Regions from separate parts of the Sus scrofa genome. Here region 2 is linked to region 1. Evidence: chromatin contacts called from public HiChIP or PLAC-seq data. All regions are on one chromosome and are shown on one strand. The core of a region is the stretch at or near the end of the contact, and the rest is flanking DNA. Distances in the headings are between cores, read along the strand shown.

Evidence for each region. HiChIP or PLAC-seq counts read pairs in DNA pulled down with a chosen protein or histone mark.
Region 2: a contact with region 1 is called in an H3K27ac HiChIP or PLAC-seq map of alveolar macrophages. The contact joins the enhancer-like site here to the promoter of CCL4 in region 1. A contact is called at or near these places in 2 of 47 Hi-C or Micro-C datasets (both in liver) and 1 of 2 datasets of contacts at active chromatin or transcription factors (alveolar macrophages).

Annotation. Positions count from the first base shown.
Region 1 is chr12:39,477,430-39,482,960 of Sscrofa11.1, forward strand. It overlaps CCL4 (chemokine (C-C motif) ligand 4), which reads right to left and starts at 3,082. Exons shown (of 3, transcript NM_213779.1): 1 at 2,989-3,082; 2 at 2,406-2,520; 3 at 1,761-1,850. The coding sequence starts at 3,064. The coding sequence ends at 1,763.
Region 2 is chr12:39,533,028-39,538,558 of Sscrofa11.1, forward strand. The region is part of intron 3 of LOC100515857 (C-C motif chemokine 3); the gene reads right to left. Among named protein-coding and RNA genes, the nearest start is that of CCL3L1, 44 kb to the left of the region's middle. Within about 2 kb of position 2,879, at least 3 of the 83 cell types and tissues checked have an H3K27ac peak or open chromatin away from gene starts, as enhancers often do. A contact at or near this core is called in alveolar macrophages, where this site is marked.

The DNA.
Region 1 (5,531 bases), core at 1,832-4,331:
CAAATGAACTTATTTACAAAACAGAAACAGACTCACAGACATAGAAAACACATGTATAATTACCAACGGAGAAAGGGAGAGAGGGCAGGGATAAATTAGAAGTATGGGGTTAATAGACACACACCACTATATATAAAATAAACAATAAGGATTTACTGTATTGCACAAGGAATTCTATTCAATACCTTGTTATAATCCATAATGGAAAAGAATCTGAAAAAGAATATATGTACATACATATAAAAGAATATATATACGTGTGTGTATGTATATCTGAATCACCTTGCTGTGATACCTGAAATACAATATCGTAAATCAACTACAGTTCAATTAGAAGAAAAACACTCAAACAGTTTTCAAGGTAGCCCCCTCTTCACCCTACTTATACAATGAGTTGTCTTTGTGGGGACCACAGGGGTATGTCACAAGGAATACAAAGAAGCGGACTAACCTGGGCTTGGCACACTTTCTTGGTGGCAAGTCACTTCTCAGCCCCTGGCTCTCAGTGTCCATAATACAGGGGCTGGATCAGATGGTCTGAGAGGTTCCTCCCAGCTTTAATAGACTGTGATTCTCTGTCCTGTGGATCAAGACTTGGATGTGCACATAGTTCTATTTCATGTTCTCTCTGAGCCACGTCACAGGCGGTTCGGATAGAAGGGTGTTATGGAGAAGTGGCCTTAGGCTACTCCTACAACACTCCAGAACCAAATCTAACATTCATTCTTCTGTCCTTATGAAAACAATTCCCATTTGCTTTGGGTTCTAGAGACCTGATCTAATAATTAACCTAATCTGTCTGATGTCCCAGAGAGGAGAAACATTAATGCTCATTTTAAGTGAAAAGGTGGAGCCTCAGAGAGGGAAAGACAGAATCTGCTAGATGCCAGGTCCCGTGGTGAGTGTTTTACACCTCCTACCAACACTTCCAAGTAGATGATATCGCTTCCACTTTACAGGTGTGAAAATCGGGGTCCAGTAAGGCAAAACAACTTTCCTAACGATGTGCTGAGAGCAAGTGATGGAGACCCACCTTTCTGACTCTGAGCTACTTTGCCTTCCCTCTATATCGTGCTGCTGCTCCTATTTATAACTTTCCTGCAAGACATTGAAATGATAACCCTTAGCAGCAGAGCCATCTTTTGGGAATCATCCTTTCGTGGTGCTCCTCAAGCAGACCTGCAAGCCTTAGCACGTCACGTCACATCCCCTCTGGGCCTCTGTGGCCTCGTCTGTAAGACGGGGGCTAACAGTCCCTGTTTTCTAAGGGTGTTAAAATCCTTGTTGAAGGTTTTAAGTGCAATTGTGTCTTTAGACATGGTAGCCCATTTTATGTACTCAGTAATTGCTCATCCTTATTGTGTTGGGAAACCTGTACTTTGTCCCTATTCATACAACCAGGCAATTCCCCTTACAATCCCCAAATCAAATTAAGACACAAAGAAATGATCTGTATTTTTTAAAGGTTTTATTATGAAAACACTTGGAATCAAGGGCATTATCCGTGTATCTACAATAGCAGAGAAATAGTGATGGTGGACCATCCCCATGGGGGACAAATGTCCTTGGGTTAAAAAAAAAAAGCATAAATAAGGGGAAAGAACACCAAATACAGCAACACAGCATGTAATACAGATTAAGTTAGGAAAAGGAATAGCGACTACTGAGCGGAGTCAGGAGTCTCGAGAAGGTGCGTCTTGCTGAGAAGCGTCGGGCTCAGGTGACTTTCCCTGGAGGACACCTTCCCCGGGTTCAGAGCAGCTCAGTTCAGTTCCAGGTCATCCATGTACTCCTGGACCCAGTCATCACTGGGGTTGGCGCAGACCTGCCTGCCCTTTTTGGTCTGGAATCTGTGGGATGAGGAGCAGACAGGTTAGAATCCCAGGGGACTTTGCCTATGGTGGGTCTCTCTCTGTCCTTGACCGTGGCTCATGTTGGACAGCCCAGTGGGAGGGGACACCCTTCCCAGGTTGCTGCTGGGGCCTGACTCCTTGTCACTTCCTCCCCTGGTCTAGCTGTGGCCTCCTGGGTTTTCCAGATTAGGAAGTGGAGAGTTTTGTAATCAATGTGGACAGGTCTCCTCAGGTGGTTCCTGCTGCCCCGAGTAATGATTTTTCCACATGTGTTTAAGAAGTCAGCCCATGTCTCTTGTCATCTCTTTGATCTTTCCTGGTTTCCTGGCCTCTGGCGAACTTCCTTCCCAGAAAGCCCCTCCCCTTCCTTTAGCTCCCCATCCCCTCCTAGCACCTGCTCCAGGACTCAACAGGTGCCTTTGGGACCTGTTCCTCACTGCTTTCAGGGAGGCCTTCAGCCCTGAGACCTGCCTCTGTACTGCTTAATCGCCCCTGCCCCGAACAGGCCCCCTTCCTACACCTGCCCCCACCGGCCCCAGGCTTGATACTTACACCACGGCTGGCTGGGAGCAGAGGCTGCTGGTCTCATAGTAATCAGTCACGAAGTTGCGAGGAAGCTTCCGCACGGTGTATGTGAAGCAGCAGGAGGTGGGAGGGTCTGAGCCCACTGGAAAGGAAGGCCAAGGTGAGACAGAAGCTCTCCACAGAACCATTCATTTTGGCTTCTCGTGGTGCTTAGGGACCCCGAGATCCCCAGATGCGGTCCCTTGTATTCCACCCCACCCACTCCGAGTAGCAGTCTTATTCTGAACAGAGCATCCTAGGAGAGGATCATGAAAGAATTCTAGAAGTTGAGGCTGGATTGGGTCTAACCCCCTTCACCTTACAGATGGAGACATGAAGGCACAGAGGGAGACAGGGACTTGCTCGAAGAAGCCTATGGGTTGCTACTTCTTAAGAAAACAGGAATTTGACTCCTACCGAACGGCTACCAGGTTTGACATTTAACAGCAGGCTAACCTTCCCGGCTCCCTCTGGTCCCAACCACACAGAGGCTGCTGTTGGACCAGCCCCAACTAGGAAAGTCAATGGTGGCTACATCATGACTCAGCAGCAGCCAGGAGAGTGAACTTACTTGGTGCTGAGAGCGCTGGAGAGCAGAAGGCAGCGACCAGGACCAGGAGGGAGAGGACAGTCACGCAGAGCTTCATGGTCTTGGCGGAGGAGAGACTTGCCCGGAGCTCAGAGGAGAGGACCCAGAAGCTTCAGAACCCTCCTGTGTTCTGTGCTGATGCTGAGTTGGGAACCCCTCTTTATAGGAGCTCTGAGGCCTTGGAGAGAGGCGAGAGTACAGGAGGGCGAGTGGAATTTCCAGAGCACAGATGATGTCATGGTGCCAATAAGGAAACTGAAGCTAGCTGACAGCGAGGAGCTTTCACAGCTCTTCCTCAGTGATGTCATCACGGAGGAAAGCGGAGGGAGGTGGAGGAGAGAAGTGGGCTGTGCCCTAAAGGGAAGTGGTACACCAAAGACAGTGACTGAGACAGGGCGGTGGGGCAGGGGGGAGAGTCGCAAACCCGAGAGGAAAGATGGAGACTTCGCACCTGCCAGAAGGGGCTTGTGGATGAGAATGGTGCTCTTCTCCGTGGTTAGCACCCCCCAGAAGCTGAAGGTTTCGTGTCAGTCTTTCCAGGGTGGCCACAAGCCTGGCCCCAAGAAGAAAGAGGAAGCCAGGATTCCATTTCTCATTCCTGGACCTCCTTCTGCTGGGCTGAGTGACTTTACTGCTCTGTGTGTTTCCTGGGGCATAAAGAAACGGTCCAGCCTTAGATGTGCACAAGGGCCCAGCAGTAGACATATAGCTTCTACTTAGTGGACATTTATTATGTGCCAGGCACTGAGCAAGCTGGCTTACACACACACACACACACACACACACACACACACACACACACACACACATACACACATACACTTGATATCTAACCCTTCTGTAACCCTGTGATTGTTTTCCTGAGACAATGAGGATCAGAAAGCAGAGCAGAGTTCACTGATGACCTCAAGGCCACACAGCTGTTAAGGGGTGCTGCCAAGATTTGGACTGAGATTCATCAGACTCTAAAATCCGTTTTCTTTCTACCCTGTTGGCTCCAGAACATATCTGGAACATGACCACAGAGAAACTGGTGACCTCTAGGGGCCATGCCACACACAAAGACCCATCTTATTCCATCTTATTAGGGCTGAATGCAGGAAAGGCATTTGGGTCAGTCTATCCTAGAAGAAGAGAATGCAAAAGAAATCTAGATCTCAGTATGCTCCCTGGGTCCGATAGTAGAAAAGGAAAAAGAATTCAGGAAGAATCAAGCTGGGAAGACCCAGATAAAGAATGTTCCTCCAGTATAAAAATGGAATTAGTTCATCAATGTTACAGATAGTCTGTAATCTAAGCATGTGGGTTTTCCCAGGCATCCAGAGGGAATTCCTTTTGTTTCTGTAAATCCCTGCCTGGTTTGGCAGCTGCTGTGAACCTGAAGTTTCCAGATCCCAGGAATACAGTAGTGTGTGAATCAGGGCAAGTGAGAGCAGTTAGGATGATGGGATCAAGATCTCAACCCACCTTCAGTTCAACTGCTCTCACCCACCTTGCCACCTGCTCTGAGAAAGAAAAATGAAGAATGAGAAGAGGGAGCCAGGCCTCCTGGGTACTGTAGAGATGTGGGATAGAAGGGGTCAGAGCAGCATCTTGGAGTATTTCAGGGTCATTAAATAGAGTACAATGTCATTCCATCTCATCACCCTCCCTACCCCCACCACCTACACAAACACAAACTATGCTTTCCTCCATCCTTTCTGTCCTCACCCTTTTCTTTGCACGAGTATTGTTTCATGTGTTCTGATCTTCCCCAAGACCCCCACGCCCAGCTCTAACACTCTATGATCCTTGATACCGCGTGTGCTAGAATCTCTCATGGTTTCTTCTGGCGGACGGAGCTCCATCTTCATGCAACCTTGCTTTAAGGGAAGGAGACTGTGTGATACCCAGAATCTACACAGACTTAGTTATCCATGGCATTTCCATTCAACCCAATTTAGTAATCATCTGCTCCTAGTCAGGGTATATGGAGCTGAATGAAGCTCCATCCCTGCCCTCAAAGAGTTCTTAGTCTAGTGATGGTGTTGATAGTGACAGAAAGAACTTTCTTGTGAGATGGAATGAGGTATATGTGTCACATCAGAGGTAGAAACAACACGTCAGAGAGCCCAAAGGCTGGAGAAAAGTCATCCCTTGGCTATAAATGAATGGCTCCAAGCCAAGGCTAAATCCACTGTGCACTGAGGAAGAGCCCTTGACATAGAGACCTCTGTCTAAATGCATGGGGAATGCTGATCTTCAAGCTGCAGTGGGATTATGAAGATACATAAGAGTGACGATCGATAAGCATGGGTGATTGGTCTCCATTGAGCCACATGATGAGTTTGACTGTTGATTCTTGCCTCCTAAGCTTCCTTGGATCTTTGGTTCATGGAGGTAAAATGGTATCTTCATAAAGGTCTCAACAACAATGCTGTGTTCATGCCAGTGAAATTCCACACTACAAGTACAAAGGCTTGTGTCAAAATGTTTTGCTAAATCAGTGGCCTCCAAGATTTATACACTGAAGCTATTTCTAAGTA
Region 2 (5,531 bases), core at 1,629-4,128, 55 kb after region 1:
ATGCTGTGGTCAAATCTGCAGAACAAAGCAAGACCCACACTCCTTCCCTTTTTCTTTTTACGGCCATACCTGTGGACTATGGAAATGGTGCAGAATTGTGATTGTGATTTTGTTAAATCCTTATTTTTAAGTACATAGACTGAAATAGTGCAGTAGGCAGAATAATGACCCCCACCCCACCCTCACCCCCAAAGAGGCCCACATCCTAATATCTGGAACCTATGAATAGGTTACATTACACAACAAAGAGAAATCAAGACTGCTGTCAACTGACTCCAAGATGGGGAGATTATCCTAGATTATCTGTGTGGGCCCAAGATAATCACAAGGGTCCTTATAAGGGAGACAGGAGTGTCAGTGTCTGGGTGACACCATGTGAGAAAGAGGGGACCAGCCATCCCTGGCTAAAGACAAGGAATGCCAGCAGCCTCTAGAAGCCAAAAAAAGGACAAGAAAATGGATTTTCCCTTAAAGCCTCCAAAAAGGAATAGGCAGCCCTGCAGATACCTTGATTTTAACCCAGTGAGACTCATTTCAGATAGCCAGTCTCCAGAACTGTGAGAGAATAAATGTACGTTGAGTTTATTTTTTTGTTTTCTTGGAGTTTTTTTTTTTTTTTTTTTCTGTTTAGGACCATACCCTTGGCATATGGAGGTTCTCAGGCTAGGGGTCAAATTGGAGCTGCAGCTGCCGGCCTATGCCACAGGCACAGCAATGCTAGATCCAAGCCACATCTGCAACCCATATGACAGCTCACAGCAACACCAGATCCTTAACCCACTGAGCAAGACCATGGATGGAACCCACATCCTCATGGATACTAGTCAGATTCGTAACCCACTGAGCCACAACGGGAACTCCTAGACGTATGTTAAAATAAGCCACTGCGTTCGGGGTAATTCGTTACAGCAGCAATAAGAAGCTAATACAAATATTTATAGGAAAAGAAAAAAAAAAACTGTGGTGGTTTTAAAACATGGCCATAATCTTCTGACAGTCCTCTCGTGAAGAGGTGGGGTCTAGGTCCCCTCTCCTTGAATCTGGAGAGGCTGTGACTGCTCTGAGCAATAGATTATTGTGAAAGAGATGTGAGGGGACTTCTGAGGTTAGGTCATCACAAGTCATGCAGCTCCCACCTTATTCACCGGAAATACTCATCTTTGTGCCCTCAGACCGCCCTCTGGAAGGGGCACATGCACACAGCTCCAGCTGACAGTCCCAACCGAGGCCTCAGACATGGGACCAAGGAAGCCATCTTGGTGCATTTTCCAGCCCAGGTAGCGAGGGTTGTTTTTGAACTGGACTGCTAATTTTATCACATCATCATTCATATCACATCTGTGTGGTCGGGTCAGTTGTGAAAAAGCATCAGCATCTTCTGCTCTCTGGGAGAGAAAGAGCCTACAGGGCGTACACACATCTGTCCTTGCTAGCAGGCCTGTTGCAAGACCCAGCTCCTGGCTGCCCACAATCCAGTGAAATCATTTCTTCAGAAGGACCTCAAAGAATAATTTCATCAGAAGTGTCGCCAACCAATGGAGAAATTGAGCTGTTCTTACAGATACCCCAAACCCCTCTGTTAACCAAAGGGTGTGAACAACCGGGGTTACCCAACTCATGGCATAACACCAACACTATGATTAAAATGTTCCCTCCCAGCCACCCCCGCTTTCTATCTTCTAATGCCATGGGCTCTCTATGAAGAGAAATGGTAATGGCTTGAAGCCAAGAAAGAGGTCTCTCTTTCAGAAAGGTCCAGGCTAAATGGTTCAGAGAAAAAGAGCATGGATAATTGAGGCCACATTCATGAATACACGGCAAGAGGCTTAGTCTGGGTCGATGAATTTCCCATTAGGTCAGGTAAGTCTAGATTCATGTCAGGTGTTCCCCAAAGTAATCAGCTTTCAAAAAACAAAACAAAACAAAACAAAAAGGCTAGACTAGAGAAGCAATGAGATCCTACTGTAGAGCAGAGGAAACTATATCCAAACTCTTGGGACAGAACATGACGGAAGGTGATATGAGAAAAAGAATGTCACTTGCTGTACAGCAGAAATTGGCACAACCCTGAAAGCAACCATTCTTTCATTTAAAAAAAAATAATAATAAATTATTTGTTAAAAAGGAATAGGAAAGAAGACAGGTGCCGTGAACTTGAGAGAGGTTAGTCCCCTCTAGCATGGACAGGAGTCTACACCTACGCAATCCTTTGTATTTATTTATTTAGGTTGCACCTGCAGCATGTGGAAGTTCCTGGGCCAGGGATTGAACCCCGTGCCACAGCTGCGACTTGCACCACAGCTGTGGCAATGCCAGGTCCTTAACCCCCTGTACCACAGGGAAATGTCCTACCTATGCAATTCTTGCTAAGAAACCCTTTGTTGGCATTTTCAAAAGGAAGTGTCCACTGCAAGTCAGCATGGGTGCGGCTACGGGGAGTGAGGCTTGGTCAACTCCACTTCCTTCTCTGGCAGATTCCTCGGACATCTGAGGAATGGTGGGCTGGAAAGAGCTGTAGACAAAGGTTCTGACCTCCAGTATTTAATCCAAGTACTCTGGAATCAGCTGGGAAAACGGTAAAATTCAGGAAACTAATGTACAGTCTACTGTGGGCCAGCACATTGTCATACGCGCCAATGCAAAAACAAAAACAATTTAACCAAAAAAAAAAAAAAAAAATCCCTTGGAGCCTTGATCTTTCCCAATTACCCCCAACCCCAACCCCAGTCCTTTCTTTTTTGGTTTTTTTTGTTTTGTTTTGTTTCATAGCCCTTTCTTTTTTGAATAGGGAGGTAGAGTCAGTGAGGCAAGAATAAAGCTTTGAGAGAAGGGTGCATGTTGCTTAGAAAGCCTGGAAGGCAGATGACTCAGTGTCACCATGAACTTAGATTCGAGGAGGCCAGGAATGAGCATAGGGACCCAAACGGTGGTATGACTCAGCTTCTTCCATCCTGCTGCCGCTGTGTGTTCCCCACATCCGATATTCTGCTAACCAAGGAGCAAAAGCCATTGTCTGCCACCTGTCTGGTCCTGTGCACACCCAGTAACCCCCGGTCAGCAGGAGAAAGGCAGCCATCAGAAGTACTCACTACCGTGCCTCTCCAGCTCCGGAACTTACAAAACTGATGCAAGGCACCGCTCCCCACCTAGGCTCTTATTTGTCGGGAGAAATCAGGTAGCTCAGACCCTCTCCATCCACCTGCAGGAGGGAGACTGAAGTGTCAGGGGAGGAATCCATGGTCTTCCCTTCCTTGCTTCCCCTTAAAGCAGCGGACAAGTGCCCCGTTCCACTCACCCACCTCCTTGCCAGGATACAGCTAGCCAGGGCCCCAGAGGATAAGCCACGCAGGCCAGCTTTGTCACTGCCTGCAGGGCCCACATGGATGAAAGGGGATGAAAGCTATTGGGGGACCAGCCCCATAGGACTGGGACCATGAACCTGACCTCCCTTCTCTCCGGTCACATGCTCTTCCACCTATTCCTCAAACACGCCTACATCATTCCACCTCCAGCCTTTGTCCTTGTTGTTCCCTCTCCCAGGACACACCTCCCCTGATCTTTGCAAGCCTGGCTCCTCCTCAATAAGCTGGTCCCGGCTGCAAGAAGAGCCCCTCTGAAGAGGCCCCCCTGACTGGCATAATGATTAAGCCAACTCCACTCAACTGTCAGGCTCTGCCATGTCACCAAGGTTGATTTTCTTCCTAGCTTGTAATTCTACCTCCTACTAACCTTGGTTGTCTGCCTTCCCCCCTACGATTTGAGCACCTAAACAGCAGAAGCCTTGCTTTTCTTGTCTGCCTCTGTATCCCCAGGGCCTAGCAGGTGCCTGGCATCCATCTACTGAATGCACGAACAGCAGCTCTAAGGAAGGTCTCCATGAGAACACAACAAGGAAGATTTCACTCAGATTGTTTATGTCACATACTCCTTTCAGGAACCATGCGAAGCTCTAAAAGCTTAATGAAATGACTCCGAAGTTCCCATAGCTTGTTAAGTAGTGGACTCTACGACTAAAAACAATGTCTCTGACTATATCAAAAGTTCCTGCTCTTTCCATGAGAACAGGGGGTTACATTTTTCTTTTTAGTAGGAGAACTTTTTTTCTTTTTGAGGGCCGCACCTGCAGCATATGGAAGTTCCCAGGCTAGGGGTCAAATCAGAGCTGTAGCTGCTGGCCTAGGCCACAGGCACAGAAATGCCAGATCCAAGCCATGTCTGCAACCTACACTGCAGCTAGAGGCAACACAGGATCCTTAATCCACTGAGCAATGCCAGGGATTGAACCTGCCTCCTTACAGACACTAGGTCAAGTTCTTAACCCACTGAGCCACAATGGGAACTCCAAGGAGAACATTTTCTTGACAGACAAACTGGAACCCCATTATAGAAAACTAATTTTTTTTTTTTTTTGTCTTTTTGTCTGTTGTTGTTGTTGATGTTGTTGTTGCTGTTGTTGCTATTTCTTGGGCCGCTCCCGCGGCATATGGAGGTTCCCAGGCTAGGGGTCCAATCGGAGCTGTAGCCACCGGACTACGCCAGAGCCACAGCAACGCGGGATCCGAGCCGAGTCTGCAACCTACACCACAGCTCACGGCAACGCCGGATCGTTAACCCACTGAGCAAGGGCAGGGATCGAACCCGCAACCTCATGGTTCCTAGTCAGATTCGTTAACCACTGCGCCACGACGGGAACTCCAGAAAACTAATTTTTTAAAAAAAATCCACAGGTGCTTAAAACCACAATGAGGTATTACCTTGTACCGTAAATAGAGCTACTCTACAAGTTACAGAAAATAGCAAATGGTGGTGAGGCTGTGGAGATATTGGAACACTTGTGCACTGTGATGGGAATATAAAATGGTACAATGGCTGTGGGAAACAATGTGGCAGTTCCTACAAAAATTAAAAAAGGATTTACCCTATGACTCAGCAATCCCTTGTCTGGGTACATATGCAGACTTTGAAAACAGGGTCTTACAGAGGTATTTGCAATACTTATTTACAATAGCTAAAATGCAAGAGCAGCCCAGGGGTCCATGAACAGATGGACAAGTAAGCAAAATGTTGTATATCCATACAATGGAATGTTCAGCTTTAAAAAAGGAAGGAAATTGTGATGTATGCTATCAAAATGGATGAACCTTGAAGTGAAGTGAAATCAGCCAGTCACCAAAAGAAACTGTATGATTCCACCGACACCCGAGATACCCAGAGGAGTCAAATTCATAAAGACAGAAAGCCAATGGCGGAGACTGCCAATGGCTGGGGGGAGGAGAGGGAGCTATTGTTTAATGGGATGGTGTTTCAGTTCCGCAGGATCCATCAGTTCTGCGGATGGATGGTGGCGATGGTTTCACAGTGTGGGAATGGACTTGACACCACTGAACTGCACCCTTGGCAATGTCTACGGTGGCAAATGTTCTATGCATTTTACCCCAATGAAAAGAAATTGAAGAAACACTCGGGTGCCCACTCTGAACTTGGTGGGAACAGAGGTGGGAGACGTCCCCTCTGCCTGACATGCCAGCAGG